Linked DNA regions of Ovis aries: all the other regions are linked to region 2. The links are chromatin contacts, called in public Hi-C maps. All regions are on one chromosome and are shown on one strand. Each heading gives the region's core, a stretch centred on a gene start, on an enhancer-like site or on the middle of the called end of the contact. The rest is flanking DNA. Distances are from core to core; before and after follow the strand shown.

Evidence for each region. A called contact is a pair of places that touch in the nucleus more often than the background predicts.
Region 1: a contact with region 2 is called in a Hi-C map of blood, with 4 times the contacts expected there. The contact joins the enhancer-like site here to the promoter of CAPN7 in region 2. A contact is called at or near these places in 9 of 16 Hi-C or Micro-C datasets (blood, hypothalamus, liver and 4 more).
Region 3: a contact with region 2 is called in a Hi-C map of hypothalamus, with 2.8 times the contacts expected there. The contact joins the promoter of EAF1 here to the promoter of CAPN7 in region 2. A contact is called at or near these places in 4 of 16 Hi-C or Micro-C datasets (blood, hypothalamus, omental adipose tissue and 1 more).

What each region holds. Positions count from the first base shown.
Region 1 is chr1:273,449,429-273,452,136 of ARS-UI_Ramb_v3.0, forward strand. No RefSeq gene overlaps it. Among named protein-coding and RNA genes, the nearest start is that of EAF1, 22 kb to the right of the region's middle. Within about 2 kb of position 1,428, at least 12 of the 54 cell types and tissues checked have an H3K27ac peak or open chromatin away from gene starts, as enhancers often do. A contact at or near this core is called in tail adipose tissue, where this site is marked.
Region 2 is chr1:273,257,494-273,260,510 of ARS-UI_Ramb_v3.0, forward strand. It overlaps CAPN7 (calpain 7), which reads left to right and starts at 1,309. Exons shown (of 19, transcript XM_042238561.1): 1 at 1,309-1,630. The coding sequence starts at 1,529.
Region 3 is chr1:273,471,264-273,474,286 of ARS-UI_Ramb_v3.0, forward strand. EAF1 (ELL associated factor 1) reads left to right here and starts at 1,541. Exons shown (of 6, transcript XM_027961866.3): 1 at 1,541-2,123. The coding sequence starts at 1,751. It overlaps METTL6 (methyltransferase 6, tRNA N3-cytidine), which reads right to left and starts at 1,767. Exons shown (of 4, transcript XM_012105347.4): 1 at 476-1,767. The coding sequence starts at 700.

The DNA.
Region 1 (2,708 bases), core at 178-2,677, 190 kb after region 2:
CACCCCTCTAGGTTGTCACAGAGCCCCGGCTTGAGTTCCCTGGGTCACACAGCAAGCCCCCATTGGTTATCTGTGTGTGTGCTTCCATGTCAGTCTCTCCATTCATCCCTCCCCGCTTTCCCCCCACCCGTGTCCATAAGTTGCGTCTCCACTGTTGCCCTGTAAATAGGTTCATCAGTATCATCTTCCCAGATCCCATACACATGCATTTATATAGGATGGCAGTCTTCCTCTTTCTGACTTACTTCACTCTGTATAAGAGGCTCTAGGTTCTTCCACCCCATTGGAACTGACTCAACTGTGTTCCTTTTTGTGGCTGAGTAATATTCCGTTGTGTATACACCACACTTCTTTATCCAGTCACCTGTTGATGGACATCTAGGTCGCTTCCATGTCCTAGCTGTTGTAAGTAGTGCTGCAATGGACACTGGGGCACACGCGCCTTTTTCAGTTTCGGTTTCCTCAGAGTATATGCCAAGTAGTGGGACTGCTGGGTTCTATGGTAGTTCTGCTGCTGCTGCTGCTAAGTCGCTTCAGTCGTGCCCATAGACAGCAGCCTACCAGGCTCCCCCGGCCCTGGGAGTCTCCAGGCAAGAACGCTGGAGTGGGCTGACATTTCCTTCTCCAATGCATGAAAGTGCAAAGAGAAAGTGAAGTCCTACTCTCAGCTTGTTTAGGAATCTCCATATCATCTTCCATAGCGGCTGTATCAGTTTATATTCCAACCAACAGTCCAAGAGGGTTCCCTTTTCTCCACACCCTCTCCAGCATTTATTATTTGTGCTTCTTTTTGGCCATTGTGACCGGTGTGAGGTGATATCTCTTTATAGTTTTGAATTGCATTTCTCTAATGAGCCATGTTGAGCATCTTCTCATGTGTTTATTAGCCATTTGTATGTCTTCTTTGGAGAAAAGTCTGTTTAGGTCTTTTTGCCCACTTTCTGTTGGGCTGTTTTTCTGGTATTCAGTTTTATGAGCTGCTCGCATATTTTAGAGATTAATCCTTCTTCAGTTGTTTCATTCATTATTCATTTTCTCCCACTCTGAGGGTTATCTTTTCACCCTGTTTGTAGTTTCCTAGGCTGTGCAAAAGCTAATTAAGTCCCACTTGTTTATTTTTCTTTTTATTTCCATTACGTTGGGAGGTGAGTCACAGAGGATCTTGCTGTGATTCAATAGAGTTGACCGTATTTTTAGCAGTTATAATTCCTCTGGGAATTGTCTAGTTTTGATATTCTTCCCGATGTGCTTGGTAAGATATCCTGGAGGAGATGTGGGCCACGTTCTCATCTCTGCGGCCATCCCAGACCGCAGCAGACGATGCTTCTGCTGTGGACGTGTGGAAATGCTCTTTCTAAGCGATGCCACTTGCTGCACTCAGGTTTCCGGTAATCTTTCTTCCTGTTCCTCTTTCCTCTGGTGTCTTGCGGGTTTGGGTTCCTCTCTGTTGCTCTGGCTTAGTGAAGACCTGGCTGGGGCTGCCCCTCAGCACGTGCCCGCACTCTCCTCCCTCCCAACCCTGTGATTCAGCCACAGGGACCCCATGGGGCTCTCTGTCCAGCTGGCGCCTACTGAACGCCATCCAGCGAAATGTCACACATCGGAGAGGGGCAGAATGCAAAAATGAAGAAAAAGAAAAAAAACCAGCTGATTTTATTTTTGCTTTTGGTAGTGGAGCCTATTTAAGTTTCTGTTAAATATTTGTTCCTCAACAGCAAACTTGCTCCTGGAGTGTTTTTCTCTCTTGGTGGACATAATTTATTTCACGATTTCCCCTCCCTTGATGGACAACTGTGAAATACGGAGCCAAAGGCTGTCAAAGTTTAACTGAATAACGTGGGAGGGAAACAAGGGTCCACGCTGCGGTTCCCTCTCTTGCTTTAAACCCAGACAAGCACAAAAGCACGTCCACAGAACCATCTGAGAATGAGGAAGAGGCCTTGCAGACCGCTTCAGAGTCCACTGCCTAACAATGTTGTCATAAGTAGGCAAAGGAGAATGAACGCTGGATAGAGCACCTTCCTTTCTCATCCCCACAGTGACGCAAAAATTGATCTTATGAGCTAAAGTTGACCTAGAAAACATATTTCTAAGATTTGCCCTTCCTCTTCAAAGACAACAAAAATGGACACACTTGAATTGCAATTAAGACTGGGGCCGGGGAAGGCCAGTGGGACTATTTGGCGTCTAGCGCCACCTTGTGGTGGCTCATTCAAATCCCAGGCCCTTTCAAAGGGTCCCGTAGGACCGAATACTGACAGCCTTCTTGAAGAGTGTAGATTAAGTCATTTTCTTAGGCGATAAAAACTAACAGAAATAACGAGAACTTAACTGTAACTCTACAGTAAACAAAGCACTCACTTAGTCCTGGTAGCAGTCCCACGCTGCAAGTATTAGGATCTCAGTCCTAGAAGCATGAAGGCCAAGGCTTGAAGAAGCAGGCTACGTGTATGCAGCGTCCTGGACTTAAACCCAGATGTTCATATTCTAAATAGCGTAACACAGTTAGAACTGTTGCATGCAGTAGACATAGAAACTCAAAAGAGATTAATAGTGCCATATAGTGCTGCATATGCTATGATGTTGTCCAGTCGCTCAGTCCTGTCCAACCCTGCACCCTCTGCAGCACGCCAGGCCTCCCTGTCCTTCACCATCTCCTGGAGTTTGCTCAGCTCAGTTCAGTTCAGTCACTCAGGCATGTCTGACTC
Region 2 (3,017 bases), core at 59-2,558:
CTGAACCGGCCTCCTGGACTGATAAACACCAGTTTCCATACTAAAATTCCCCATCACCAAAAAGAATGTAATAATCCCCTATGTAGTCAATAACCTTTATAATCTTTATGGCACCCACTGGTATAGGCTACAATGTATAACCAGCTGACCCTTCTGATTGTGAATCATGGCTGTGACCTGACTGTATCTCCCTTTAACACTTTTCAGGCTAGGTTTAAGGACTCTGGGGATGTGGGCTTGAGCAATACACCTAAGGTATATAAGGTTTTCACAAAAGTCGCTCGGGGTTCTTGGCTAAGAGGAGACTCTGCCTTGGGCCCACTGGTGTGATCAACTGCACTCCACTATCTGCATTGTCCTTCTGGGTGAGTCTGTTTCCTGGAACGCGAGGCTACAACAATACACCCTGTGTCCCCTGCACTGGCAGGCCGATTCTTATCCACTCCACCAAATGGGAAGTTCCTTCATTAGTATCGCTGAAGTCAGAGCTTTAAGAGAGAAAGAAATTAATCAGATAATCACCTAATTGTGCCATGACAACAGCATTAAAGTTAACCTAAGCATAAGAACACAAGAAAATGTATTACCTTGCTTGCGACAATTCACCCAATACCATACACTCGGGGAGGTACACAAGATGAAGACTCACATGATTAGAAACCTTATAAAAACTATAACTATAAGGACCCTTTGTCCTTACTTCACTTCCCTCATTTAAAAAAGTCAGCTCAGATGAGGGCGGGAAGCGCAGCTCATCTTCCCTGGATACTAAGTAGGAATGATGCTAAAGCTGAAACTCCAATACTTTGGCCACCTCATGCGAAGAGTTGACTCATTGGAAAAGACTGATACTGGGAGGGATTGGGGGCAGGAGGAGAAGGGGATGACAGAGGATGAGATGGCTGGATGGCATCACCAACTCGATGGATGTGAGTCTGAGTGAACTCCAGGAGTTGGTGATAGACAGGGAGCCCTGGCGTGCTGCGACTGATGGGGTCGCAGAGTCGGACACGACCGAGCGACTGAACTGAACTGGAGACCAGGCTCCCTGAGGCGCATGCGCGCCCGCTCCAAGTCTGGCCAGCAACAGTCCTCACTCGCACAGTTCCGGCAAGAGGTCGGTGAAGCTCGCGGCGGTGCCAACGTGGCGCCGCTTGGGCCTGCCCAATCCCCGGAGCCCTGGTGGTCACGTGCACACGGCGCGGAACAGCCGGGCCCCGCCCACCGCCCGCGCCCGCCGCCGAGCCGGGGCCTCCCTCAGTCGCCTTGGCTCCCAGAACACCTGCGCGGGCCCGGCTGCGCCTGCGCAGTGTGGCCGGTGGGCCGGTCGGGGAGTGTGGCGGCGGCGGCGGCGGCAGCGGCGGCGCGAGGGTGCCGGTGGGCTGGGAGCCCGGGGTGAGCTGTTGGCCGTCCTCCCTCAGGAGGCAGAAGTGAGCTCCGGCTCGCCTTCTGCGCGACCCGGGACCTCTCGCGGCCCCTGGGCGAGCGGCGGTCGGCGACGCGAGGAGGGTTCCGGCGCGGGGTGGCCATGGACTCGGCGGCGCTGGAGCGGGACGCGGTACAGTTCGCGCGGCGGGCCGTGCAGCGCGACCAGGAGGGCCGCTACGCGGAGGCCGTATTTTACTACAAGGTGGGCCGGGGGCGGGGCCGGGGCTGGGGGCGGGGCCGGGGGCGGGGCTGAGGCGCCTGCCCGTCGGGGGCTCGGTCCCCGCGGCGGAGGCGATCCCCGGGCTCGACGCTCATGAGGGCGACGGCGGGGCCGGGCGCTCGGCTCCACAGACGTGCGCTCGCCGCCACAGACGGGCCGGAAGCACGCGGGAGAGCGCCGCGAGTCAGTGAAGAAGAAAGCATTGCGCGTCCTGGTGCTTGACTTCCGCACGTCTCCATCCCCCACAGTGTCTGTGTACTCATCCTTTTTGAAAAAGAAACTGGGGTCAGATTGTCTGTGCTTTTTTTAAACCTGTTCATTTCATTTGAACTTTTAAGAAAATTACGAATTTTTTAAAAGTTTCCCGGTATGACTTTGTTATCAATGATAATATTAAGGGCTAGATGCATAGTATCCCATTATGTGGATATGCCGTCGTTTCTTTACAGAGTCTCCTGGCCATTTTAATGTGCATTCTGTTTCTTCAGCATCATAATATCCTTGTAGCTAATGCTTTACACGTTTCTGTGATATTTCTTTTGGATAAATGGCTGAGGCCAGAATTAGAGCCCGCCCCCTCCCCCCCGGTCCACTGTCTGCGCCCCAGTTCTGAGGATTTGCAGACGCACACCTCTCCAGCCCCAGTCGTGGCCCATCCCCACTCCGGTGGAGGGAGCTGTATCCTCTAAAGACCGTCACCTTTTCTTTTAGGAAGAATGTCAGGCTTTGAAAATACAGTTGTAGTCATTTTTCTTCTGTAAACCTGTATGCTACCAATAATGTGTAATTTTTTTTTTTCTCAGATTAATGTTTGATTGCCTTCATTTTACAGCCTGTGTTTAGAGACTTCGGTTGTGTTTCAGAGCCATTCTTTTTGAACTTTTTTCTTTACAATTTCATAATGGTGGTATTTCTTTAAAAGTAGGACTGTGTTGTATTAGTTTTGTGAAATAGTGGCAAGTGTTCTTAAGTAAACATAGTGCCATATGAAATAGCTTTTTCTAAAGTGAAAGGAAATCCTGTGCAGTGCCTTTTGTTTGCTGTAGAATTACATGCATGTTGTCATGAAGAGTTCTCTTCCTGGAGAGAATCAGCAGAGTGGTGGTGTTTCTATTCCTGTAAACTGTTTCAGATATTTAGTGGTTTCGGTCTTCATGCTGTTCTCTCTGGGATTCCTTGTTAATCACTTTCAAGTGTAAATGAAATGAGCAAAGTAAAGTTGATAGCAACAGTTACAAAAACTGGCTACAGTCTTTACATATACAGTTATATTTTCCTCCCTTGAAATATCTGAATTGCAGGATCTGAGGAGAACATATCTTTTCTACCCCCAATTTCCATTTGGATCAAAACTGTACTCTTCTTATTG
Region 3 (3,023 bases), core at 291-2,790, 210 kb after region 2:
TTCCCCTCACCCTGCATTCCGTCACTGAACAAGTCACTCACACAGCTTTGTCCCTCAGTTTCATCAGCAAGTGGGAATAACCCTAACGCTAAACTTCAACATGTTACTTTAAGGTTTAAATTACAGAACACTACTGTTAAGTTCATGTGAAGGGCTGTGGTGAAGCATTCATCTCCATTATCATTATGAACCTGTCACTGAAATCATTCAGTGTGAACTCAATATTTACAATTTTCAGATTCGCTTTAAAGAAACAGAAAATGCCCACTCAAGTCCTCTCTCCTCTGTATTTTACAACTCAGCAACTGCTAAAACTATTTGAGACAGTGTATATCTAAGCTACAAAAATTCATGAAGCCTTTGACAGGTTTCGTAAATTTTCTACCTCACACTCGCCCTGGGAATCCAATAAAACACCCCTCTTCTACACATTTTAAATGAAGAATCGCTCGAACAAGGTGCAGTATTAGTTTACCTCTCTACATGATCTGAGCTCCTCAAACTCTCTGGTGGTCCAGTGTCTATCTTTGAAGAAATTAGTGCTGTTTCTTTTGTAAAAAAGGTCCCAGTTCTTCTGAGCCTCTTTTTCCAGTTTCTGCTGTTTAAAATCAGACACTAAAGCTTGGTCTCTCTTCAGTTTCTCCTCTTCTTCAGAGCTGAGAATCCTTGTCTGCAGCCCTCTCCTTTGCAAAGCAGCCATCTCCTACGTGGATGGTCATATGCTGAACATTTAACACTGCTGGAGATGGCCCATTCCTCAGCAACCTGAGGACTTCAAGTGGATACCACAGACACAGGCAGGGTCCTCTCAGATGTGGTCCCTCAGGCTGGGTTCAAGCCTGAAGCAGCCATCGGATACTTCGCAGGAAAGAAAAAGACATTCCGGTGGGAGGTTCTAGAACAGGTTTTTTTTTTTAAGATGCTCAGTTAGCGGTTCTTGATTAGTTCTTTCACTTAACATTTCAATTCCGCAAACATTTACTAGATGCTGACCCTACACAAAGCCCTACCCCACTACAGAAGAGGTCACAAAGAGCAAGACACAGACCCCCGCCTGCAGGGGGCTGACATCCAGCGGCCAGGGCTCTCACGCACAGAAAGGCTTAATTCCAACCCGAACAGTCAGTAAGCCGCTTTCAGTCAGGAAAAAAAGTCACTCTCAAGAACTGACTGAGAAACCTTACGGTTCCTCAGGGTTCGGTGTCCGTGAAACGGGGGTGTCTTTAAAAACAACCACGACGGCTGTCCAAGCCCCAGGCGGTCGGTCACCGTCGCCAAGGACGCGAGAGACGGCGTTTTTCGGGGAAAACGGAGCTACTACGCCCGGGTGGCCTGAGTCTGTCTCATGAACCCCAGGGCGCGTCCCTTTCGGGAACTGAGGCCCTCGCGCCGCCCTGGGCGCGCGAAAGGGACGAAAAAGAGGCTCAGGGACGCGGAGAGTGGGGCCGCCAGGACCCTGCGGATGAGCCGGGCCGCCCAGCCGCGAGGGGCGGCGGCGACCCGCGTGAGCCTAGTCCACCGCGCGCCGGGCGCCCCAGTCAGCAGTTCCTAGGTTCCCCTGAAGGGTGGGGCCGGGCGCGCTGAGCCCCCAGCCAGGCGCAGCCTCAGAAGCAGAACTTGGGAGCCACCGCGGGGAAAAAAAAAAAAACAAAACAAAACAAAACCAAAACCCTTCGCCTGGCCAACACCCACCCCCGCCCCGCAGAGAGACCTCGAATCCGGATTCTCCCGGCGGCAAAGACCTTCGGCCATGGCACCGCCCCCTCTACTTCCGCTGCGGGCCCGGACGTCCCTCCTCGGCGCCGGAAGTTCCGCCGTCGGGTCTGCTCGGAGTCGTCCCCCGCCCAGACGCGCAGGCCCGAGCTCGTTTCCGGCCTGCGCGGGTGGGCGCCGGCTCGGCTCCCCGCGCGCCCCCGAGCGCTGTCCCGGAAGCGCGGCTCCTCCGGACGCCGGCGCCGGCGGCTCGGGCCGGGGCCGCGCCAGGAGGGCGCCCGGGCGGGCGCGAGGCCCGTGCGGGGCCATGAACGGGACGGCCAACCCGCTGCTGGACCGCGAGGAGCACTGCCTGCGGCTCGGGGAGAGCTTCGAGAAGCGGCCGCGGGCCTCCTTCCACACCATCCGCTGTGAGTCCGCCCCCCGGTCGCCCTCTGCCCCGGAGAAGGCCAGGGGGCCTTGCCGGCGTTCCCTCCCTCGGGGGACCTCGGGTTTTTCCTTTGTTTTTTTTTCCCAGCTCCCTCTTCTCAGACCAGACCCTTCCCTCAGCTCCCAGGATTTCTCCGCTTTGCGCTACCAAATGCTTCTCCCGAAGGTCATTGGACCCTCTTGCGCCCCGAACCTCCACGTCCCCATGTTACTACCGAAGGGCTGCGACCCCATCAGTTTCCAGCTTCTTTGTATTCCAGCCTCTCCTCACCCCCACCGCCCCCCACACACCCAGATCCCCGCGCTTCAGGAGCTCTTCTCGTTTCCTCGGGATTGGCATCCTCCACCTTCCCCTCTTATTACCGAAGGGCTGCGACCCCACATCAGTTTCCAGCTTCTTTGTATTCCAGCCACCCCCTCCCCCTCGATCCACACCCCGATCCCCACTGGGCATCTCCACGCTTCAGGAGCTCTTCTCGTTTTCCTCGGCGTTGGCCTCCACTCCCTCCTGTTCCATTCCCTTCCGGCCGCCTTTGCTTTTCTTTCCTTGCCCCCTTGGGTTCTGGCCTCCGCGACGCCCGGCTGCAGCCCCAGAGCCCGCAGCTCTGCGCCCCGTCCGCCTTCTTTTCCTCCATATATCTGTGCCAGCTTGTCTCGCGCTTTGATGTCTTTTTGAGGTCACCAGACTACCCCTCACTTTTTCTCCAGACCCAGTCCCTTGTGGGTGGAAAGTAAAATTAGGATTGGAGAGCCAGGAATAAGTTAGAGCTTGATCTATGTTTGGAAGCAAAAGCCAGCAGGCATAAGGAGTGTGCAGATAGTCATTATGCTGGACCTCTTTTTTTCTCCATGATTACAGACTCTGTTGAGGGGAGGGCCTT